2 separate regions of the Zea mays genome follow, and region 2 is linked to region 1. The links are chromatin contacts, called in public Hi-C maps. All regions are on one chromosome and are shown on one strand. Each heading gives the region's core, a stretch centred on a gene start, on an enhancer-like site or on the middle of the called end of the contact. The rest is flanking DNA. Distances are from core to core; before and after follow the strand shown.

Region 1 (4,874 bases), core at 858-3,357:
AAATTACATATAAACTGCCCTTATAATCAATATACATTTGTTTTCACTTTCAGGTAGTGCAAAGATAAGAAAGTATTAACAGGCACATATTATGACTTTGTCTATTATCTAAAGTTTTATACAGACTGAAAATACAAGATTGACATGACTAGATTGATGATGGAAAAAATTCCTTATATATCACTCAATATATTTTTATAGATGTTGCTAGTCGAAATGCCATTCTGAAGAGCATGCTGGTGGTGTCCTTATACTTGTGATCGGAGGTAGCAGTGAGTTTATCACAGAAACAAGATATAAAGAACACGGGAAGTAGAGTACGGCTCTCATCAAATCAAATTGCTGGACATAAATATTTTGATCGTAATGTCCTGCTGTGGAGTGTGGACACTCACTGATAAGTGGTTGAGGGAACATGGATAGTCATATAATAGCGTCAGCCGCATCAGCCAAAGAAGCACCTGAGTCTAAATACCTGTAGTTATTCAATTGTAGAAGAATGCCCAGTCCCAATAGAAGCTGAATTCCAAGGAAGCCCACTCCCTGTAAAGGAGTAAGCACTCCTGAGGCAAAAGGCCTACTTCTGGTGCGCTCAACCTATGGAGAAATATGGCACCAGATAAAGGCATGTAACGTCCATAAGGCCCCGTTTGTTTCGTTGGAATTCAATTCCATTTTAATAATTATAATTTAGACAAAACTAATTAAGTTCATATATTTATATATGTAATATATTTGTATATTACACTAAATCATATGAGGGAGATATTTATATACTACATTTATGTTATAGCGAAGCAAATAAAAGAGTGTGTTATAAGTTGTACATCGGAAAAATAGTATGCAAATCTATAGAATCAATTTTCATTTCTCACCCCATGAATTTGAGATAAGCTTATATGATATTTGAAAAGTGGTGGAATGTCACATCCTAAAAAAATAGCCTATTCCATTAGTAAGATTCCAATTCCTCAAAATGAAAGGAAACAAACGGGACCTAACAGTTTTTTTTTCCATTGATCAACTAATTTTGTGCTTGGTTTAGTTTAAGTGCGAGGCGCCATCAGAAATCAGAACATCAAAAGGAAGCAAAATCACCTTATTATCAATGTCGCGATCCAGAAGATCATTCACCGTGCAACCAGCCCCCCTGAGAAGGACAGCTCCACATCCGAAGAGTGCCAGCATTTTCAAGTCTGGCAAATCCCCTGGCATTGCTGCTATTGTGATCGACCTGTGAAGCAAAGGTCTGATATTTTCTTCAACACAGAACAGCTTTTCAATTTCATCTTTCGTAAAGCAATAGTGAACTTTTCTGTTTTTTTTTTCAGTTAGTTGGAGTGTTGGAAGCATGAACTAATTGAATGAGACACCGTCTCACCTATGCAGTGAGCGAGGCATGACGATGCAGAGTATTCAATCGAGAATCAGCGGAAGAAGAAAGAAAGGCGTACCACATGCAGGGCCAGGCGAGGAGCCAGGTCCCAATGGGTTTGTCGAGGCGGGCGAGCATGGCGTACGGCCGCGCCGCCTCCGGGATCCACTTGTCCACCCACGTGAGCTGCGCCTTGTCCGCGGGTCTGGAAGAGGAGGAGGAGGTGGAGAGCGGTGAGGCGTGCGACCAGTGCCTCGGGAGGAGACCCCTGGCGTGGAGCAGCTCGGGGGCGAGGACGGCCGACGCCGGGAGCGGCGGGCACCGGCGGAGCGCGATGACGTGACGCCGGTCGGCGTGGGGGTTATTAGGCTCGGGGCGGGTGGAGGCTGGGCTCCGGGGAGACAGCGAGGAGAGGAGAGATGACAGCGCCGGGAGAGGGGTAAGAGCCCCGCGGCCCCGGCGGCGGAGCTCGGATACGGCGGCGCGGAGCAGCGCCATGGGTGGCCTGTCAGTTCAGTTGTGGGGAACGGACGGATTTCCAACGAAGGCCAGTTGAATGTTCTGGTGGCAGGCTTCTCCTGGATGGGGCGGGCGGCGGAGACGGACGGCTTGCCGGCGGAACGGCGGCGGGTGGCGACTGCGATTGCGACGACGGGGCTATGGGCTAGGGCCTATGGAGGGAGGGAGAGGCAAAGGGAGGGCCCGGCCCAAATGTTTATGTCTGTTTCTGATGGGCTTTTTGACCATCAATGAAACATTTGGTTACAAGAGTCCGTCTGGGTTCAGTGGTACGTGAGCAAATATCATCGGAGAAGAAGACGACCCCTGCGACTGCGATGCGAGCAAAACTCTCAGATCAGTGATGTGCAGCTGCCTGCCGATAACTGAGCAAAACTCTCAGATCCATGGAGTATGCTGCGTTGTTTTGTTTAGAAGCATTTAGGAAAAGAATCTGCGTGCTCATGTTGTTGCCCAGCAGTCAGCAGAGCAAGATAGGTACTGAAGCTGTATCTTGCTGGCAGCTGAATTATATATTCATTCAATCTACTTCTACCTACTTATGTGTAGTATCTAGTACATGTCTGTACAGGACCACCAAACTGCATACAATCTACATACAATCTACGACAAATATAGGTGACCACTACAGAAATTGGGCCGGGTGGGCCCGGCATGGCCTAAGCCCATCGTGCTTTATATCAAATAAGTTCGAGCTAATAAGACTTAAATTTTTTGAGCTGTTTCCGTGCCCGTCTAAAGAATAGAAACAATGGCCTAACCTGACGCTAAAGCACGTCGTGTCTTTATTGAGCTCCCAACCCATATTTGAACTACATAAATCCAAATATTATAATCACATAAAGTTCATAACTTACTAAATTAAAGCTATCAGACAATGATAGCGTCAATTAACCCATAAAGTACAAATATTACAACAATATAAAGTCTATAGCTCACTAAATTAAAGAAATTAAACAATATAGGTTTTATTAGACCGTGCCGGTCCAAGCCCAGCCTATGTGTGCGGGCCGTGCCAGGGGCTGACGAACCAGGATTTGAGGCCCGGTCGAGGTCCGCCTTTGGGTCGTGCCAGCCTGATCTATGTTATTTCGTGCCGGGCCATGCTTTGAGTTCCTATTTTTAGACGTGCTTGGTGCTGGCCTAAAAAGCTCGACCCATATTTTCAGCACTAACCACATGGACCGGGCTATATGGCCGGCACGAGGCACGACCATTTTGACACAGTATGATAGTAACCATGCCCAAGCAGACATGGGCCTCGTTATGGGTTGTGCTTGGGCTTAGGTACAAGCCTATCGGGCGACACGGGCACAACCCATTTACTGTCGACTCATTTAGCACAATGCTAGACACGTGTCACACCCGGTTTTGGAAGGCAAACCGAATACGAACTATGTACGTGCCAGGATCAGAAATTCGCGTACACAACGATTACATAGTTGGACATCATCACACATTGCTCAAAATAATAGCGGAAATAGTATTTTATTACATCGAGATGTCCAAGACATCCACAGAGTCATTAACTTAAGTCATAATCAAAGTGTTGAACGAAACGTAGTACGATAAGACCTTTACAAGCAGCTGACTGGGGGTTTGCCACTAAACACAACTAGAACTCGCCAAAGTCCTGAAACTCCTGAAAGTCCTCCATGTTGCCTTCATCTTCTCCTAAGCATTGGTTGTAATGGGAACAACCTGGGGTTGGGTATTTTTAAAGCAAGGGTGAGTATACATCAACGTACTTAACAAATGTTCCGTTTGGCTAAAGTGGACTAGCTGTATGTGGAGTTAAGCTTAAAGTAGTTGCTTTTAGTTGGTCGGATATTTATTACTAGTAGAAAGCCAAATTTAATAATAAACCAAAGTTATTAACCCAAATAGTACTCCCTCCAAGAGGAAATACCAAATACCATAAAGATAGTCATCATCGTTAAGCATCATCATAATAGTATCCAAAGTTACTCTAATCAAAGGAGCCCCCAAGGCTGCTCATAACCGCGAGCACGACTGATATACCAGTTTCTAACACTCTGTAGAGGTTGCACACTTTACCCACGAGTCGTGATCCATTCCTAGCTTGGGTTGTACAGACCCGATCTTTACTATCGAGGTGAATGACTAGGGATTCACTACGTAGCTTTTACAAAGATTCCCTAGAGGCCATAGCCACCCGTTAGGTTTCTACGGTTTGATAAACATAGTACTTCTCCCCACAGGAAGGGTGACTAAAAAAAGCAATACGAAAGAACCTCGGCAGAGCAAGTACTGTGCCCGGACCCCATTGACGGCACGACGTCGAATCCGACTACACCTCGACCCGTTTAAAACTAGTCAACTAGTCGAACCGTGCTTGGGCTCAGAGTCCGGTCCACGGACGGACACGACATGACCCGCTATTTATCCGTACCGTGCCTCGGCCCGATTAAATTGGCACCACCCATGATGGGCTTGGGACGTGCCGACACGACACAACCCATTGGCCATGTATAACGACAAAGCACAGATGTATAACACATGTTTTTGTCATCGAACAACAGTTTCATGTGTCTCGTCTGCCACCCATGTTTGGGTCCCTTAAACTAGTAAGGTTGTTTTGGCCTCCCATAAAATGGCCCAACAACCATTTTATGCCTCCATTTCGCCACCCGCATTTTGCTCCCCAAAGCACGGTAAAGCAATTTTTGACCAACAAGGTTAAAAGCTATGGTCATCATTAACCACTTTCCTTGGTAAGCCTTACACTACAATTTTCCCCACACTTGTTGAGCGATGATCGTATGAGAGCTCACCATTGATATAATCACACCAGGTCAAGAACAGGTACCACCGAAGGAGGATCATGAAGACAAGTTCGGAGAGGTCTAGGTTGTCATCTCCTAGTCAGCTATGGTTGCAGAGGATCGTTGTTATCATATGGTGTAATTTATTTATTGAAAATATTAAGCTTATCATACAATTCTTGGACCTAGTCGAA
Region 2 (4,938 bases), core at 1,980-4,479, 530 kb before region 1:
ATTGCAAATGGTGCTTCACTCCAGAATCCCTGAGTGACAAACTGCCTAACAACTTTCTGTCCAAGGGCAGAGTATAACACAAGTATATATTTTTGGGTTTCAGCTTGTTAACCAATGTAAGTCACGACATCAAGCTGGTCTTCTGAAGCACCTACCCATCTCTTTTCAGAATTAACTGCATTTGCTATGATCTCTTTATGCACGAAACAGCATATCTGGCTTAGCAAAGAAGACACTCCAACAGTAAGGACCCCTTTTTGCAACTGTACAGTTCTGGGAGAATCATCTCAATTGAGCATCTATCCTAGACAGATAATATATTGACACTTCATGTTTTCCCTAAACCTTGAAAAGGGTCTTAAGTAAACGTCGAGCTTCCCAAGTCATTCCCGGCTTTGAAAATGCTCTGGACATAGAACTAATAGTGCCTTTAGATGGTTTAAACCCTAGCTCTTTCATATCTTTGAGAAGTATTCTTACCTCAGTTCCATTTCTAAGCTTTGACCATCCATTCAAAAGGATATCATAAGTTGAGGACGTATGTAAAACTCCTCTCCTTTTCATCTCACTGAACAACTCTTTAGCTTGATTCATCATTCCAGCTTTAGCAAAGTCACTTATGAGTGAATTATATGTGCTTGCTTTGGGAATAAAGCCTTTACTCACCATCTCACAATACAGCCTCAGTGCTTCAACTTTGTTGCTTTTCTTTGCATATCCTGTCACCAGTATATCATAGGTGAGATTATTGGGTTCAAGGCCCATCTTCTTCATCTCACAGATAACAGTATCTGCCTCTCCAATTCTTCCAGCGGACTCAAGGCCACCCAGAAGTGTGTTGAATGTAGCTATATTTGGTGAGAGTCCTTGATGAAGCATCTGAGCATACGTTGCAAATGCATTATCTAGATGACTGCTCTTACAATGGCCAAGAATGAGAGCATTGAATGTGATAGTGTCTGGTGCAATTCCTCTCCCCAACATTTCATCCAAAACAATTGTAGCTTTTCTTGTCATTCCATGGCAACACAAAACATGCACGAGTGTATTATAGACAGTGATATCAGCATGAAGACCAGCACCCATCATCAATTCATGAACTTCCAAAATCACGTACGGGCTCCTGCTTCCAGAACATGCTTGCAGCACCCTTCGATAAGTCAGAGGGGTTGGAGTGAATCCAGCAGAAGCCATCTCATTTAGTAAATATTTTGCCTTCTCCACAACCCCAGCCTCAAGAAGGCCCACAACAAGTGTAGTATATGTGATGAGATTAGGCTTTATTGAACTCCACTTCATTTCATTCAGTAGCTTTAGAGCTTTTGAGGTATTCCCTTCCCGACACTGTGCAGAAATCATAGTGTTATATGTTGCTTGATCAGGTTCTAAGCCCGTATTTCTCATCTCTTTCAAAAAAGATTTTGCTTCACTGAACTTGCCAAGCCTGCAAAGGCAATTGATAAACACATTATAGACAACAGCATCAGGTGACAGATTTCTCTCCATCAACTCCTGACCAACCTTAAGAGCAGCTGGCATGTTTCCTGTTTTAAAAAGCCCATCCATTAAGGTGGCATAGTTGACATGGTCTAGCAACAGACCACGTTCACCCATATCTTTAAATAATGCTTCAGCTTCCTCTATATTCCCATTCTTTCTCAAACCATTCACCAGTGAGTCAACAATAAAGTTGTTTGCCTCAACACCCTCATGCAACATATCACGGTACACATCAAGAGCTGCTTCTTGCCCCTGGCACTTGAAGAAGCCGTCGATAAGCGTTCCGTAAGTAACAACATTAGGAGCAATGCCACTGTCCTTCATCTTCCTCATATAGCCAGCTGCTTTGGCGATGCATCCTCTTTTAACAAGACCATTGAGGATTGATGAGAATGTGACAACATTGGGGCTAACGGATTTCTCCTCCATTTGCAACAGCATCTGCTCTGCGCCATCGATATTGCCAGCTCTGCAGTGTGCATCGACCAGTACAGTGTAAGTTACACAATTGGGAGTAATATTATCCGACAAAGCATGCCGAAGCACATCCTTAGCTTCCTCAATCTTCCCTTCCTTACCTAAACGGTCCATCACAGTTGTATACATGACCAGATCCATGGCCACGCCCCTTGAGACCATCTCTCCCAATAGACCCAGTGACTCGTTCACCCTCTGCACTTTCGCTAATGAATCGATAAATGTACAATATGTCACATGGTTTGGAGCGACTCCAATCTTGTCCATCTCCCTGAAAAGTGCATATGCCTCTGAGAACCGGCCATCCCTGCATAGGCCATCAACAAGAGCACTAAGGGTGACCACATCAGGCAGCACACCCGACCTGACCATACCCTCGTACAGAGTGAACGCCTCCTCGATCCGCTTCATCTTACAATACTCCCCAATGAGCGTCGTGTGTGTGACCACACTCGGCTCCACCCCATCCGCCTTCATCCTCTCCGCTACCTCCCATGCAGCATCAGCATCGCCGGAGTAGAAAAACCCGGCAACCAGGGTATTGTACCCCACCACATCAAGCGACAGCCCTTGTGTAGTCATCCTCTCCACCACCGCCAATGCTGCGGCCATGTCCTGGACTTTACAGTAGCCGTCAATGAGAGCATTCCATCCCACCACACCCAAGCCATCAATTCCTCGGCCTCGGACCAGCATCTCCGCCAACGCCGCGGCCTCGCCGACAAGTCCGGTCCTGCTCAGCCCCACGAGCGCCGTGCTCATGGTGACCCCGTCCCAGGGCACGCCGCGCTTGCACATCTCGGAGAGCACGGGCGGCGCGAGCCTCCCGTGTCCCTGCTCGGAGAGGCCAGCGAGGAAGATGTTGTAGCTGACGGTGTCGGCCGCGACCTGCGGCTGGGGCCCCGAGGAGGAACGGAGCAGGCTAAGCGCGGGCCGGAGCGCGTGGAGGCTGCAGTAGGAGAGGATGATGGAGTTGAGGGTGAGCGGGTCACCTGGGACGGGGCGGAAGCGGGAGGCGGCGGCGACGAGGCCCGAGGAGGCGAGCGCGGGGATGAGGCGGCGGAGGAGGCGGGCGGGAGGCGGAGCGGGGAGTGAGGAGACGACGTGAGAGGCAGCGGAGAGGCGGCCGGCCCGGAGGAAGGCGAGCGCGAGGGAGCAGAGGAAGGAGGCCTGGAGGGTCGGGGCCGGGGGTAGGGCCTGAGGCGGAGATGCCGCCCCCGCCATGGTGGGTGGTGGTCGGCGACGAGGGGAATGGAGTGGAGGGGAGGGGAGGGGAGGGGAGTTGCTGAGGAAGGCCGAGGACAGAGCCCGTTGGGCCTGGCTGGGGAGAAGCTGGTGGGCTTTAGTGGCTACTAGATGAGCCCAGTGGTAGAAAATGCCAGCCCAGCCGAAATATGCGTTCGGGTGTTCCGAATTTTTTGTTTTTTAGCCCTTTATGCGACAAAAATATACAATTAAACCCCCAGAAATTTTATATGCATGTTTAGACCCGATACTCGGCGTTATAGCCTATGGCGCCGAGGTAACACATCTCGGCGCCATAGGCTATGGCGCCGAGCTCTGACGTGGCACTAACGGCTACCTGCGTCTTACGGATGACGCGGCGTCGATGCGGCCTCGTAGCTCGGCGCCACAGATCTTGGCGCCGAGCTACGGAGGCCTATAAAATCGGTCGCGCTGCTGGCGGAGAAGACCTCATCTCCTCTCAATTCAAAACTTCGTCAAAAGTTGTTGTATTCAAAGTTTCGAGTTGCAACACTTCGTAGACCAAGGTTTGGTGTCTCACTGATTCGTTTTGTATATTGGGATGTACTTTTTCGATTATTAGTTTCCAATGTTGCTCATAATATATATAGTATCGTTAATATGATGAGTACATTTCATTTGATAGTTTGTGTAAACCGATTATAAAGTCTATTAGGTACAAGTGATAATTATAATCGTTTATTAGATGAAAGATATGTACCGGGAGGCGTTATGGCAGAAGAGAGGTCGTCCTCGGAAGTTATATCCGGACGTATCTAGTAAGGATGCTCCTGTTCCTCCTAAACTTTCTGTGCTTAATTATGACTGTGGCAGACTAGCTTGGGTATGTCAATCCAAACATCCAGACACGGCTGCTCGCTGCGTCTACCTTTGTGGCGGTTTTAACGTACGTAGCTTATGACTTGTGACTTAATTTTGTTTGAATTTTTTATTTACTAGATGTGTAATAGTGCTTCGTTCCATTGTTTTAGGAGCACCTGAGGTGTTTCTTTTTCCAGTGGATCGATGGTCCTGATAAATTTGACCCTCGATATTTTCTTTTCACTAATTGGTCGTGTGGAAAGACTAGTCATGAGCGTTTTAAACGTTGGATACCTCCTCCCTCGAATCCTCCACCAATGACGGATGCGGAAAAGGAGGTAGCAACAGAAAGAAGGATGGACTCACCGTCTCGATGCGATTGTGGAGATCGTACTGTCATCGACGAAAACACTGTGAAGCACTTCGTGTGTCCGAACATTGATTATGTGAGCCCATCGATGCGCGAGGTTATATAAACTTGTTTTTTACAATAAATTACTAATTTATTCTCCTGCAGCCATACGGGTGGCGTAAGTGTCGTTTCAGAGAGTGGTTGTATGGTCCTTTGTCCCATTGGCCAGAGGCAGAGGTAAAGGAAAAGAGAAAAAAAACGGTGGGCGAAAGAGTTGAAGTTTGATCCAGTACTCTGCAAATGTGGTATTGAAGCTAAATATGGATTAGTTCCTTCCGAACTTGGTGTTAGATATTTTTGTGGACATATGGTAGATTACAATGAGGTTGATATTTATTTATTGTTTTGCACCAGCTGTAATGTTAGACCCGTACTTACTATTTTTTGTAAGAGACGAGGAAATACAGTTGGAAGAGTTACGACGACAAAGGGCGCCGAGATGTGTTAGCTCGGCGCCACAGCCCATAACGCCGAGCTTTGGG

The links. A called contact is a pair of places that touch in the nucleus more often than the background predicts.
Region 2: a contact with region 1 is called in a Hi-C map of leaf, with 5 times the contacts expected there. The contact joins the promoter of LOC103654097 here to the promoter of LOC100282174 in region 1. A contact is called at or near these places in 2 of 25 Hi-C or Micro-C datasets (endosperm and leaf).

What each region holds. Positions count from the first base shown.
Region 1 is chr4:174,309,680-174,314,553 of Zm-B73-REFERENCE-NAM-5.0, reverse strand. LOC100282174 (para-hydroxybenzoate--polyprenyltransferase) reads right to left here and starts at 2,107. Exons shown (of 8, transcript NM_001155086.1): 1 at 1,455-2,107; 2 at 1,099-1,234; 3 at 476-597. The coding sequence starts at 1,873.
Region 2 is chr4:174,839,918-174,844,855 of Zm-B73-REFERENCE-NAM-5.0, reverse strand. It overlaps LOC103654097 (pentatricopeptide repeat-containing protein At5g14770, mitochondrial), which reads right to left and starts at 3,229. Exons shown (of 4, transcript XM_035967404.1): 1 at 1-3,229. The coding sequence starts at 3,201. The coding sequence ends at 340.